5 separate regions of the Sus scrofa genome follow, and all the other regions are linked to region 4. Evidence: chromatin contacts called from public HiChIP or PLAC-seq data. All regions are on one chromosome and are shown on one strand. Each heading gives the region's core, a stretch centred on a gene start, on an enhancer-like site or on the middle of the called end of the contact. The rest is flanking DNA. Distances are from core to core; before and after follow the strand shown. Region 1 holds the start of DUS4L (tRNA-dihydrouridine(20a/20b) synthase [NAD(P)+]-like). Region 2 holds the start of PIK3CG (phosphatidylinositol-4,5-bisphosphate 3-kinase catalytic subunit gamma). Region 3 holds the start of CBLL1 (E3 ubiquitin-protein ligase Hakai). Region 4 holds the start of HBP1 (HMG-box transcription factor 1). Region 5 holds the start of BCAP29 (B-cell receptor-associated protein 29).

The links. HiChIP or PLAC-seq counts read pairs in DNA pulled down with a chosen protein or histone mark.
Region 1: an H3K27ac HiChIP or PLAC-seq map of alveolar macrophages shows a contact between it and region 4. The contact joins the promoter of DUS4L here to the promoter of HBP1 in region 4. A contact is called at or near these places in 2 of 2 datasets of contacts at active chromatin or transcription factors (alveolar macrophages and skeletal muscle).
Region 2: an H3K27ac HiChIP or PLAC-seq map of alveolar macrophages shows a contact between it and region 4, with 4 times the contacts expected there. The contact joins the promoter of PIK3CG here to the promoter of HBP1 in region 4. A contact is called at or near these places in 1 of 5 promoter capture datasets (liver), 2 of 47 Hi-C or Micro-C datasets (epiblast stem cells and heart right ventricle) and 2 of 2 datasets of contacts at active chromatin or transcription factors (alveolar macrophages and skeletal muscle).
Region 3: a contact with region 4 is called in an H3K27ac HiChIP or PLAC-seq map of alveolar macrophages. The contact joins the promoter of CBLL1 here to the promoter of HBP1 in region 4. A contact is called at or near these places in 3 of 5 promoter capture datasets (fetal liver, fetal skeletal muscle and liver) and 2 of 2 datasets of contacts at active chromatin or transcription factors (alveolar macrophages and skeletal muscle).
Region 5: a contact with region 4 is called in an H3K27ac HiChIP or PLAC-seq map of alveolar macrophages. The contact joins the promoter of BCAP29 here to the promoter of HBP1 in region 4. A contact is called at or near these places in 2 of 2 datasets of contacts at active chromatin or transcription factors (alveolar macrophages and skeletal muscle).

What each region holds. Positions count from the first base shown.
Region 1 is chr9:107,272,218-107,274,917 of Sscrofa11.1, reverse strand. DUS4L (tRNA-dihydrouridine(20a/20b) synthase [NAD(P)+]-like) reads right to left here and starts at 1,347. Exons shown (of 7, transcript XM_021102600.1): 1 at 1,149-1,347. The coding sequence starts at 1,323. It overlaps COG5 (conserved oligomeric Golgi complex subunit 5), which reads left to right and starts at 1,029. Exons shown (of 22, transcript XM_021102595.1): 1 at 1,029-1,412. The coding sequence starts at 1,322.
Region 2 is chr9:106,703,667-106,706,366 of Sscrofa11.1, reverse strand. PIK3CG (phosphatidylinositol-4,5-bisphosphate 3-kinase catalytic subunit gamma) reads right to left here and starts at 1,295. Exons shown (of 11, transcript NM_213939.1): 1 at 1,228-1,295.
Region 3 is chr9:107,455,002-107,457,701 of Sscrofa11.1, reverse strand. It overlaps CBLL1 (E3 ubiquitin-protein ligase Hakai), which reads right to left and starts at 1,441. Exons shown (of 6, transcript XM_003357515.4): 1 at 1,068-1,441. The coding sequence starts at 1,080.
Region 4 is chr9:106,964,742-106,967,441 of Sscrofa11.1, reverse strand. HBP1 (HMG-box transcription factor 1) reads right to left here and starts at 1,382. Exons shown (of 11, transcript NM_001244264.1): 1 at 1,358-1,382. The coding sequence starts at 1,372. LOC110262252 (a long non-coding RNA gene) reads left to right here and starts at 1,640. Exons shown (of 2, transcript XR_002347084.1): 1 at 1,640-1,978.
Region 5 is chr9:107,291,088-107,293,787 of Sscrofa11.1, reverse strand. It overlaps BCAP29 (B-cell receptor-associated protein 29), which reads right to left and starts at 1,445. Exons shown (of 8, transcript XM_021102603.1): 1 at 1,095-1,445; 2 at 893-999. The coding sequence starts at 984. It overlaps DUS4L (tRNA-dihydrouridine(20a/20b) synthase [NAD(P)+]-like), which reads right to left. Exons shown (of 7, transcript XM_021102600.1): 7 at 2,294-2,700.

The DNA.
Region 1 (2,700 bases), core at 98-2,597, 310 kb before region 4:
AATATTACGCAACTTTTCTAAAAACTTTCAATGTAAAAGCCAGGGAAGGAGAAACAACCCATACTTCAAAGATAAAACTTAAGTCATTGTTAATATTCAAATATTATTAAAGCCAAATTTTGTGTATACAGAATATGAAACTTATGTGAGTCTGAGCACACTGCCCTTGGCAATCTGAATAACCTCTATTCAGAACAATCAATCTTATTCACAACATGCTTGAGATCAAACAAATTATTTAGGGAAAAACCTCTGAAACAAAGTCAAGAGAAAGCTTAAAGCAGTGCACAACTATTTGCTTACTTGAGTTGTTATGAGTACTTAAAGCTTTTAGGCTTATGCAGTAGTTCGTACAGCTTTTGGCAGAAGTATTATTACCACACATTCTCTAAATTCTGTTAGAATCAAGAGAACCTTTAGCTCTAGAGCTGGGAAAAGCCGATTCCCTGTATACATACTATATACAAAGAGAAAGTTAATGTTTCTTTTCACGAAGTAATGCTTAACCTCCTTGCATATGTGTGGTTGATCTGGTAACATATTAGCATTTATCGCGGGACAAAGAGAGGTCAACAATGCAGATGTAACAATGGAGAAGATATAATGGGAACTAACATGATTTTACAGCTATCCATCAATTTGTAACAAGAAGTCTGGCGTCGCTCACAACACGTGGCTGAAACTAAGCGGTAGATAAAGCGTAAGGTCACCGTCTGATGGAAGGGTTGGTAGAGGTTGAGTCCCACTTGTCTGTTCCTGGTTCAGTCTTCCTACTTCAATGACTTTCACCTCTCCTAATTCTCCCCACTATTCCCCCCTGGCAACTTTCCCCCCCAAGCTTTTCCCGCCTGCCTTTACCCAAGAATGCCAATCAAGGCGCGTTACGGATAAAACTGGGTAGCTATTAACTCCCACCAGCTGTGCAGCGAAACTCCCAGAAACCCCCGCTCTCTTCTCTTGCCTCCATCAATACGCCCCTGCTCTTAGGTTAAATACTTGCTTTGGCGGTAAGTGTTGCGGCCACATTCCGGCGCTCAGTTCTCTTCCGCCTAGGGAACTCCGCCAGCCCCAGGAGCGCGGCAGCAGACGGAGGAAAGCGGCGGCCCCGGATCTCGGTTTCTCACGTGCGCCTGGCTCTCGGAACCCACCTGCTCTGGGGTCCCCTATTCCCAGCCCGCATCCGCCCAGCGGGCGCCGCACAGCTGATTCTCCACGCCGCTGGGGAGTCGCGGGCCGGGCGGAGCGGGTGGCGCCGAGATTCTGCGTCATCACCTGGGCGGGGCGGGCCGCCGTTGACGCCATCACCTCCGCACCTGCCAACATGGAAGGTGACGGCGGCGTAGCTGGGGCTGGCTTTAAGGCTCTGGGCTCTGCAACGGCTGCTGCGGCAGTCAGGGAGCTTCTGCAGGACGGTAAGAAGTTGGGGTCTGGCCGGGCAGGGAGTCTGGGGAGCTGTTCTCTTCCGCCTCTGGGCCCGGGTGGTGTACTCGAGCCGTCGCTTTGCAGAAAGTTTTCCTGTCTCTACTTGACCACTCCCCTCCGCCCGGCCCCCTGGCGTCTGGGTGCTGGCCTTGCCAACCTCTTTACCCAGGGACTTGCTGTCCCCTTGGCTTCCAGGTGTCCTGGGGGATACTGGACTTATGGAAGCTCCTCATTTCAAGTCTCCCCTCCACGCGCTTGGGGCTTCGCTGATGTTCGGAGTTCCCATACGCAGCGGCCCATTGCTACCGCAATTCTTGACCGAAGATTGAAGTGTCCTATTCCCTGAACAGTAAGACATGGAACAGATAAGCGCGTAATGAAAGCGGCCCTCATTTTTAAGTAAAGTTGGAAACATTCTCTCTGTTAATGAATTCTTGGACTACACAGGTGGCCCAACTTCAAGCTCGGCTTTGTTTTTTTACTGGGCATTTATCCACAGCCACACGTGGGGGAGGGTTCGGAGCATTAATCAGGCTGGGATTACTCACAATGTTTTGAATGTAGCAAGCAGGTTTATTGATAGTTTTGGACAGAAGTTGTTAGAAATAAGTTAGACATAGTTCGTTTGAGAAGCACATAAAACTGCGTTACTGAAGTTAACATGCTTCAAGTCTGTTTTCCTTCAGAATAAAGTTTTAAGTTTTTAAGATCCTTCTCATCTGTTTTCAATTTTCTTCTCTAACCTCCATCACGGTTTACTTTGTATTTAAATCACTTCTGTACTTAATCTTTTCTACTGCGTTGTAAAACTCGTTTTATACTCTACAGATTTAACAACAGTACGTTGCACACATTAGGTGCAGAATATGTGATTTTGTTTTAAATTGAACATCTCAGTAAGAAGGATATGCACACATTTGTAGACCAAAATAATGAACGAATAAAGTTCAAAAAATTTTGTTTCCTCTGTTGTATACATTATTATTGATCTTAAATGACTTGCCTCATGATTTATATACTTTTGTCAGAATTAACAAATGATGTTTTCTGAACTAGATTGCGTTAGATTCTTTAGGTTAGGCTCTATTGCTAATCCATCTTTGTATATTAATTTAAACTTAGTTTAATCAAGTTCTGTGCAGTTCCCACCCTCTAGCTCACCATTTTGGTAGGGAAAATAGTCTTACAGAGCTATAAAGATAAGCGCTGTAATATAGTGTTGTAAGTAGCAGTGGAATTGTATATTCAAAGTCAAACAATACAAAGAAGATGATAACT
Region 2 (2,700 bases), core at 46-2,545, 260 kb after region 4:
TAAATGTGTTACTGCAGTAATAAACTCTTCAAAAATGATCGAAATGCTAAACATATTATTTTTGTTATTAATTTTTTTAAGTTATTTCCCCAATAAGATTTTTTTTCCTAATGTACAGCATGGTGACCCAGTTACACATACATGTACGCATTCTATTTTTGCACATTATCAGGCGCCATCATAAGTGACTAGACAGAGTTTCCAGTGCTACACAGCAGGATCTCATTGCTGATCCATTCCAAAGGCAATAGTTTGTATCTATTAACCCCAAGCTCCTCAACCAGCCCACTCCCTCCCCCTTGGCAAAATTGAAATGAGTATGGTATTTTTACTTTAATATTTAGTATCCTTTAATATTTTGTAAGATATTCTAAATAAGAATCAACTATTGAAACAAAAATTAATGTTTCAGAAAATATTATACTTCTTAAAGGACCAGTGTTAGTGAAAATCACAACTACTTATTTCCTTAAGAAATAGTGGAGCATTTGATATACAGCAAAAAGAAGAGTTGAATAAAATATAAGAAAGACAGGTTTCATTAGATGCAAACTTCTGTTCAAATCTTGGCTTAAACTTACTTTTAAAAACTTCTCTCACTTAAAAAATTCTGAAGTTACACCTAGTAAATACATGAAATCAACTGTCCCAAAGAACTGTCCCTTGCCCCTTAAAACCTTCACTCTTTGGTCTTTTGCCGCATTGTAGAACAAAGAAGGGAACTGTAAGATCTGTTAATGTTGGCACTAACTTAAAATGGGTCTAAATTTATGCAACATGCAAATGCTCAGCAATCACTTCTGCCTCGGTAATATCAAACAGTCTTACCAGATATGAGATGCAGATGAAAACAGGCTGGCTAAATACTCACTGCTTTCCTTCATGGTTGAGGCTATGAAGCTTTCTCTTTTTACGAGACGATGTTAGAAGTACCACATTCGCGAAGCACGTACTTGTAAGAACCTGAAGGCTGGCTGGCACTAGGCCCCCACACCCTCCCTCTTCCTCCCAAACAAAAACAAAACAGGACCGATGCACCTGCAAAGCTATCGCCGGAACCCCGTGGACATGCACACACACAGGTTGGACGAGACAATGAAACAGAGACATTCAGTGGCAGTATCATCAGAAGAACAACAGGTCCAGATAAAAACATTCTAGCTCAGAAGGAAGTGTCACTATTCCGAGTCAGACCCAACAAAGGGCAAAAATAGAAGCAAGTAATACCTGATAAAGCAGCGGAGGTGATGATGCTGAAGGATCATTTGTTTAATTTCTGAAAACAAAACAAATTCAGAGCTACCCAGTAGGCTTCTAAACTCTTCCGCTTTTCTGGGTCTCCCTTCATATCCAGATGCAGAGGAAGTGTTGCAGTTACCAGGAAGGAAGTTTTAACCAAGTTGATTATACGTGCGATTGCTCATTTTAAAAGTGTCAGAAATGCATTTCCTGTTAAGGCGCACACACAGAGAGAAGCACAAACGGGAGCACTGTTGACTCTGTCTACTTTTTACTCCTCGGACCCATTTCTTTAAAAGTGGCGAGAGAGTGGAAATGAATTGCAATGACCTAGATCCAAACGAAAAATAATTCGGAAGGTATAAACACACGAACTATTTTTCTAGCTAGTTCTCGGGAGAAGAAAAGGCCTCAGAGCCACAATATTAGAGAAACAGCCTGGTGGGAAGAGTTTAAAGAGCCAAATTAAACCTGCAAAGCCCATTCAAGTAATTTTCCCTCTTGGGAATGCAAATGACCCCTTGGCCGTACCCTGTAGCTGAGGGCTGGGGGAAGAGAAACTTGTTGATGTAGGGGACTGAGTTATCAAGGGAACATTTTCAAAGACGAGATCTGGAAGTTCACTTCCTTAGCTGGGTGAGACAGTTCTCTATTTTTTTGCACAGCATTCAGGCTCCAAAATATCACTGGCTCAGACTGAAAGTACTCTGTGTGTGTGTGTGTGTGTGTAGTGGAGACTTACTGACAGCAAAGATTAACTGCAGACAAATAGAAGGAGGTTGCTAAATGCTATAGAGGTGAATGCAGCCACACCACCAGCTAGAGTTGGTGGAGATGGCCTCCAATTCCCAGGGGCATGGAGAATTCATAGAAAGTCCATCGTACATCATTTTTACAGCAGCTCTGTCTCTTCCAGGTGACCTCGAACTCCTTCTAGATCCTCTCCTCCATCCCAGAGTTTCCTCGCTTCTTCCTCCAACCTAGGCTCTCATGGACTCCAGGGGAGCCCCACAGACAACAGACAGAATAGGTTTCTTGGAGATGGAGAGTGAAGAGTTACTCTCAGTTACTCTGACACGGAGAGAAATATTTGCTCCATCCCATCTACTTCCTTTCACATTGGCCCTGTGGATCTTGGCTTCCACCCGTGGTGCTGTAGTAGCTGACATCAGCTGGCAAACTATTTAACTCAAAGGTTGCCTCCCACATCTTTAGAGGGATCTTATCAGCTTCCCAAAGTGCATCCCTTTGTCGGAATACTCCCTTAGGAACCTGGCAGCTTGGGAAGCCTCAAAGTTGGCCTTCTTTGGTTGGTTGAGGGAGGGACCAAAGAGCCACACCATAGGTGTTTACCAAGCTGTGCTTCACCCAGAGTGTGAAGAGGGAGGGGTAGGTGGGCCTGGTGGGGGTTTGGTGTTGGTTGGGCTGACCGCAGAGGAACCATGAGCTTGGCCAGCTCTG
Region 3 (2,700 bases), core at 192-2,691, 490 kb before region 4:
TACTTTTCCAAAAAGATCTTTCCTGACTCTCCCTGGAGCTTCCTCCTAGTAGTCTTTACCATGGCACCCATTTATTTTCTTTAAAGCAATCATAATCTGTAAATATTTAAGTTTTGGGTTTTTTTTTTTAAAACTTATTATGTCTTTCCCAACAGTACCTAACCTCAAAAAGAACATAGACTCAGTGTATCTTGTTTACCATTCCATCTTCAGGCCTTGAAGAGTGTGTGTAAGATACACGTACAAAATTAAGTAGGTAGCTGATGACAGAGGACATCCCGACTAATAGTTAATACTGGAAAAAGCCTTCTCTAAGCCTAGATATAACCATACGGAGCAGTGTCTAACTCCAAAGGTACTCATTCAATATCCAAAAAACACAAGGAAGCAAAAGCCAAAAGACACACAACAAAGAGTGGAGCCATTCTTACTTGGAGAAAAGGATGAGAGTATCTTGATTTTAAGCTCAAGATTGATGGTTAAGGACCACAGCCGAAGAGCGGGGCACGCTTTTGGCTTAAGCAGAAAAGCTGCTCCCGGTATGATTCCGAAAACCATATCCGACTCCCTTCTCCCACCTCTAGTCCATGAAAGACCAAGCGGTGACCACCGCAGCACCCGCCCAAAGCTGACTGAGACAGCAGGAAGTCTCCAATCCACTCTCGCGCAACGACTCCCAGTTCAATGAGGCTTCCCCGACTCCGAGATTGGAATCTACCCGCCAGTCCCCATAACGTAGGGCACGGCACCCAGAATGAGGAAAAAAAGAGCCGGCGCTCTCTCCTCCCCGCGTGGCCTGCGCCGCCCGCTGTCCCAGCTCGGAGCTTAGCAGAAACAGAAAAGGAACGGCTGTTGCCGGCACTGAGGCTGTAGGTACCACACCGGAGGGTAGGCCGGGAAGTAGCAGGCCCTGGCCGGACACGGAAAAGGGTCTGTGAGATTTCTTTTTCCCCGCGACACCTCAGTGCTGTGGGGCGAGCGTAACCCCTCTATGCCGGCTGGGCGACCAGTCCCAGGCCGGCCAAGGGGGCATGGAACCGGGACCCCCACTGCCTCCGCCTCCTTACCAGTGTGATCCATGATTCGGCTCGCGGGGCACAGTGGGAGCGGAAGTCAACGGCGCCGGAGTCGCAGGGAGCGCGTGCGCGCTACCTTCCGGAGCCCGAGAGGCGGAAGTGCGACCAGCTCGCCCAGGCTGGGGCCCTTAAAGACGTCTTCCTCTCTCCTTGGCTAGCCGACTCCGGTGAGAGAGTCAGGCATAGTTCAGGCAGAGCGAGAGAGAAAGAGCGAGTACGCGAAAGGCTACACTGTCGAGACTGCTAAAGCTTCCTCTCATGTGCTTCAAGAGGGAGTAGCCTTTAACTGTGGAATGGAGACCGACCGGAACCTAGGAGGAGGGGAGCAGCAGTAGCCACAGAACTAAGCTCGCGGCAGGTAAAGCGGCCGCCCGCTCCGCAGAGCTTTGCCTTCTGGGATATGTAGTGCGCCGCGACACTGGAGCCGGCCGGGCCCACTGCGCAGGCTCGGCCGTTAGGCTGGCCCCACCCCGGCGGGCGGAGTAACGGTTTGGAATCCCCCTGAGTCCGCGAGCGGAGGTCTCCTCCCCCACGGCCAGGAAAACTGTAAACACGAGCTCTGCGCAAGGCGTTCTCCAGTGGGAGGATGCCCGGGGGAAGGTGGAGCTGTGTGAGGCTCTCAGCAAAGCAAGAAAGGCTCTATGCTTACTGTCTACATTTTGCTTTGTCGTGAAGAACTGCAGAGATCCACGCAGAGCTGACTTGAGTATCAGCCCTGATTCCCACCCATTTCTAACGCTTGATGAGCATTCATTTTCTAGGCAGAACGCTTGTGGGGCTAGGATCCCTCCGAACATCCCGCCTAAGGACTGGATGCAGGGCCAGCTGGAGGGCAGGTGCCATGCAGCCGCTTCTTGTTAGAGGAAAGCGGGGACTCAAGTGCATGGTGGAGCTGAGGGTGAGGAGAGCATGTTAGGGCTGGCCGTAGGGGAGAGGTGAAAGAGGAAAGGCTTAAATGAGGAAGAGATAGCAGCATGGGCAGTACCTAGTTCCAGTTCTTGGTCCCGGGGGTTCGTGGTTGCTGCCGCTTTCATCGTCCTCAGCTGAAACAAAAGGCAGGTGCCCAAGAGGGATTCCTGAGGGCCTTCAGTTGGGTCTCCACTTCCAGGCCCTGGCGCATCTGTGTTCACTCCCTTCTCCACCCTTTCACACTTGACGGTCTTGGATGAGTAGAAAGGAGTGCAATTAGTGGAAAACACAAGCTGGGAGTCCAGGGATTTGGGTTCTATTCTTGTTGTCTCTGGGTGACGACAGCATTACCTCGTGTTATTCAGGCTTTCAATGCCAGAGTTCCTAGATCAGAGATTATCGTATTGATCTTTTAGAGAAGTACTTTTGATCTCATGGAGACAGCAGTGAGTGATGGCTTGGAGCAAAATCTTTAATTCTCCGCTCAGGAATTGAACCTGGGCAGCCTGGATGAAAACCGGGAATCCCAGCCACTAGACTAGCAGAGGCTGAAAGCAGAATTGCCCTGATTCTTGCTCCTTGTTGAAAGCAGAGATTTTAAAGGTATAAAGTTTATTGTTGGAAACAGTACAACATGTGGGAGAGCACACAGAATTTTTTTTTTTTTTTTTTTTTTTTTAAGGCCACACTGGCAGCACATGGAAGTTCCCAGGCT
Region 4 (2,700 bases), core at 133-2,632:
AGACAGAAAGTCCTACGAGTACAATACAAATGTAAATCACTATCAATAGCTAAACAATAAAAGTATTTACAAAGGTTAAGGTCAGTTTAATTCTCAAAAGGTAACTGATGGAATCATTCGCTGCTAATTAGAGGGAAATAAATATAAACCACTTAGTCGGAATTGTTGGTGGAACTCAACACTTCCGAATATAAACACAACTCCCTATCGTCCTCCCTTAGTATCAGTGGCTCCCAGAGCTAAAGGCTCTAGAATACATCCCCGCATTCAGCGCTTCTTTTACAGAAGGTTGTTGCCGAAAACTCCTAAAGAATGAACTCCAGAAGGTGAAGAATGCCCAACGGCGAGTAAAATCCCCTAACAGCAAGTAGCGTTTAAAGAAACCACAAAAACCCGGCCCCGGCTGCCGATTTCGCCTGGATTCTTTTTTGTTTTGTTTTAATCTGCCTGGGGCAGCAGCATAGGTTGGAAGGAGAAGACTGGAATCTCCTGCCAAACCTCGGCTCCGGGTCAAACGGAGGCACAGCCTCCAGGTTCACGCCAAGTCCATCCCCCACCCTCTTTCGCCATTCATCGCGTTCCCTCCCCTCCCCCCATCATGTGACCGCAGCCTGGACTCCAGGCTTGTTTTTCCCCTCGGCTCAGCCCCACCGCGCAGGCGCCACGGAGCCCATTCATTCGAACTGCGTAACAATGAGCTCCGGGGCCCAGCAGCTCCGCGAGCTTCCCAGCTCGTCCCAAAGCCCCTCTCTGCCCGAAAGAGGCGGCGCCTCACTAGAGTCCCCCACCCCCGGCCAGCTGCCCACCCAGGCCAACCTCCGACCCCCCGCCCACACGCGAGAAGTTGAGGTCAAACTTTCTTGGGCAGCCCCGCTGCCGCGTCAGGCCCCTTCCCCCGCCTAGGCCTGCCCCATCTTCCCACCCGGCCCGGCCACCCACCGCGCAACCCGGCCCGGGGCGTCATCCTCGCCAACGCCTCCCAGCCTCAGTCCCGAGACCCCCGCTGGCCGCGAAGCTCAGGTGAGCTCGCGGGAGGCGCCACTCCAGGGGGTTCGCCACGGGCAAGTATCGGTCGGTTAACTGCTCCCACCATGAGGAAGAGGAGCGCGAACCCAAGCCTGCCCGGCGGCCGGATCCCCTCGGGATCCTGCCCCTCCCTTCCCCACCCCCACCCCTTCCCGAACAGAAAGACAACAAACCCGTCGCGGAGTGCAGGCAGCCCTGGCTCGGGCCCCCCTGGCCGCGACAGCACCACAGGCAGCTCCCATACTCCCTCTCCGACTGACGACGGCCTCCCTGGCACGCGTTACCGCTCCCGCCGCCGCTCTTAGTTCTCAACCGAAACTTTCCTACTTACCAAACCCGTCGCCATTACCAAGTCTTTCAAGCTTCGTCTTCCCCCTCCCCTCAACCCCCCGGGGGTTGGGCCTCCGAGCAGCTCCTTCGCCCTATTATTGGTCTGAGGAACTGCCATTCGACCATTTCCCTTTCCCATTGGGTGATACCGTGGTCCTTCTCGCGGGGCGGGCTTGTATTGACTTTTGTGTTGTGTTCACTGGAGAAGATGGTGTGTCAATCACTACGATGAGCGCTTCGGATTGGATTGCTGCCGAGACTCCCGGGACGCGAGCCAAACTTTGCACCCGAAAAGGATTGTGGGTTCGTAGTCTCATCCTAGTTTCATGCCTCTCGGAACCTGCAGGTCGGAGGAACGTTGGACTACAGTTCCCAAGACCGCCTGCAGAGTGCGGTCTTGATAGTAAACAAGAGTCATAGGGACACGTGTATCAGCTCGTTTGTTTTGCTGTCTGGGACAAAAGGGAGGGGGCGGAGGAAGGGAGTGTTTCAAAGCTTTGGCCTCTTCCCTTCCTTTGGGCCTTTCCTAGCACTCAAAGCAGCTTCACGTCTCTCGCAGCACCCATTCCGGGCCATAAACAGCCAGAGTCGCTCGCGGCTCAAAGTTTGGCAGGAGGCCAAGGTATTGTTTTAGAGAGAAGGGAAGGAGATGACTGCACAAGCGGAAGCAGTGCAGCATAGCGAGGGACCCAGTCACCCACAAATCACGGCCCCAGGCTTGATGAGGATAATAAAGACGGTGCTGAGCTCCAGTCGGAGGACAGCCTTCCTTTACAACGCGCCTAGCCTCACCACTCTCGGGACAGCAGCTTGAGGCTTCTCTGCCAACTCTGTTCAGTTCTCTCAAGATTTGTTGAATGCCGGCTACGTGCCAGGCACTGAGAGGCTTGGAGATGAACAGAAAGAGAGAAGCTCAGAGTCTGGAGAATTTACAGAGGTCTAAGGGGCCGGAAGTGGGGGCGATTTGCTGTTGACTTTGGTATTGAGCGAAATCAAAGCGGTGTTTTGCGTATTGAACCGCTTGAGGGTGGTTTAAGGTAATATAGAGGGGGCTATAATGTATGACAAAGTGATTTATTTTGTAAATCATTTTCTAAGTTTCTGCGGTGAGTTTTTGTTAACCATTTTTCCTCTCCAGAGGGCTTCCCATTGATGAAAGATGAATGACTTCCCACTTCGTGTCCATCAGAGTTCCTCCTTAAGTTACTAATGCTCTGACTCAGCCGAGGAGGAGGATGACTTCTCTGGCTTTATAGTTACCTTCACTTTAAACAAGGCGGTCCACCACAGTCCCTAGTCTGTAATTGATGTTATTACCATTCCCATTACAAAAACATTATTAAG
Region 5 (2,700 bases), core at 196-2,695, 330 kb before region 4:
TATACAAGTATTTCATCATGGAATCTGGATTGAAAACTGAATAAGTGGATCCAAGGCTTCAATTAAAATAGTATTTAAAGCCTTGTGAAGGTCCTTTATTAGCATTTATAATATATTTTCATTAATTCTGTGTGACGATAAAGTAGTAAAAGTGCCATTAAACAAACATTAATGAACTAGTGAGGCCAAAACTAAGAAACATTTATAGGCTTAAATTTCTTTCTTTTCTTTCTTTTTTTTCAGGGCTACACCTGTGGCATATGGAAGTTCCCAGGCTAGGGGTTGAATCAGAGTTGCAGCTGCACCACTATCAGATCCCAGATCCTAGCCAACTCTGAGACCACAGCTCACAGCAAAGGCGGATTCTTAACCCACTGAGCGATCAAGGATGGAACCTACATCCTCATGGACACCAGTGGGGTTCTTAACCAGCTAAGCCACAACAGAACTCCTAAGCTTAAGTTTCAAATCGTCATTCCACTGTCCCAGTGAAACCACTTCTGCATCCATGCTGTCCTGGAAACATCATTTACCATTTACTTTTATTGAGTTCATAGTTCTAATTCAGGTCAATAAAACAAAGGTAAAAGCTGATGTGACAAGGCAGGTGTCAAAAGTATGACTAGTGCTTTATTACATCTATTAATCAACAGAACCAGAAGGCCTACGCCCTTTTCCTTTTAGAATGGAGTTATGTGTACATATAACTTTTATATAAAGTGATATTTTAATATGGTTATTATACATTACCTAATTGGTGTGTGAGTTTATCTTAAAAGCACCTTTTATATAATCACTTAAACTCTTAATCTGAAAATTTTTCCACGACACACTAAACCACCTAAAGAGGTAATGGTAAATTGATTATTGTAAGGATTTGGAGGTTTCCTACCTCTGAGGAGGAATAAAAGGTAGACAGAAGATTAAAATGAGTCCTATTTCAGCGTAAAGAAAAGTCGCAACAGCCGCCCACTGAAGTGTCATTTTTTTTCTTCACACCTAAATAGAGAAAACATTTTATTTTACTCTGCCGCCTTTCTGGGTTAAAGGCCAAGCCCCCGGGGAACAATGCTCCCTCCCCGCCGCCGTCCGACCTTCCCCTAAACCGGAGGCGCCCGGCGGTGATCCGCCGCGGGGCCAGAGGGGAGGGAGCAGGACAAGGATGGGCCTGGAGGCCGGGTCTCCACCTCCCCGGCAGCTGTGCAGAACCGGCCCGGGAGCCCTGGCTGCGCCGCGGCCGTGCTTCCCGTCCACCTTGGCGGCGTCAGCAGCCTAACGCACCCTCCGCTAACGCCCGCGCCCTGGGGGCCCTCCCGCTCCGCGAACGCGCCGGGGGCAAGACCAGGCCCGTGGCCCAACCGCGCGGGGGGGAGTGGCGCGACCCCGCGCTCCACGCCGCCTCGGGCACCGCGGCCCCCGGGGCCCCCGCCGGGCCTTACCCCGCCAGCCGCCGCCCGGCTGCCCGCGCTGCTCCGCGGCCGCCGACGCGAGGGACGTCACACGCCGCAGCGGGGGGAGGGGAGCGGGGCGCGCCCCACCCTGACCCGGCCCCCAGCCCCGGCCGCCGAGCCGCCCGCTCCCTCTCCCCGCTGGGGCCTGGGTCCCCGCCCCCGCCGACCGAGGTTGGAGGTGCGAACACGATAATTAGCAATAATTGTTTTCTAATTGGTGGTGGAGTTCGTGGGTGACTGACTCTTCGATCCCGTGCTTGGGGCTCCCAACTACAACTTATGCGCGAGAGCCAACTTAAAATTTCTGTTTCCGTGGTAGGGGTGCGGTTAACCGACGTTCGGAAAGAGCTTGGGGCAAGGCGCCTGAGCGGGAGCACTGGTGAGGGTGCCGCTAGTTCAGGGGACGCGTCTAAAACGCTCCCCTTTCCTGGTTCGTATTTTGCCATAGGTAGTTTCATGGTCCCGAGTTAGGCCATGTTAAAACAGCAAAGTAATTTGATTGGGTAGTTGGGCCGCATTTTCTTCTAAGAATGTAGCGTCAAAACACACTTCGTGTAACGTTTTCTGCTCTTGTTCAATGGCTGGGAAGAGGAAATACATTATAGGGTGATGTTTGGGGACTGACAGGAAAGGAAAACAATGTGGGTATGGGTTTATTCTTCCAATTACTATTTTACGGGCTTTCAAATTGCGTGAATATACTCAAGTTATTAACGGTTCTCCCCAGTATTAACCTGTTATTAACGCACATGAAAGGTATTATGCTAGAGACAATTGTTTTGAGAACGTTAAAGAAACGATGAAAATAAAGGGGGGTGGTTATTGAATACAAAAAGACCACATTTAAGTCAGTGCTTTTTCTTCTCACAAATATACTTGATTACATAGAAACGAAATTTACAACACAAAATTAACCATGAGGAACTTAAAAAAAAATTCGTTTAGACTCCTTGCCTTTCTACACCGGTTCCTTGGAAAAGCTGTGCCCTTTAATTACGCTGTTGTTCTCACAACACTGAAGTATTTGCAAACATAAAAAATGACTTAAGTTTTGACTACAGCTTCCTATTTGCTTATACACTATTTACATTTAATGAAAAAGCCGGTTATCCTTAAAAAATCCCGCTAATTTTATAAAATTTGGTTGTGATTATCGCTGTACAACTATAAATGTAATAAAATTCATTGAGTAATTTAAAAATAAACAGAAATGAGAGCAAAGAATGTGCCTAAAAAATGGCAACACAGT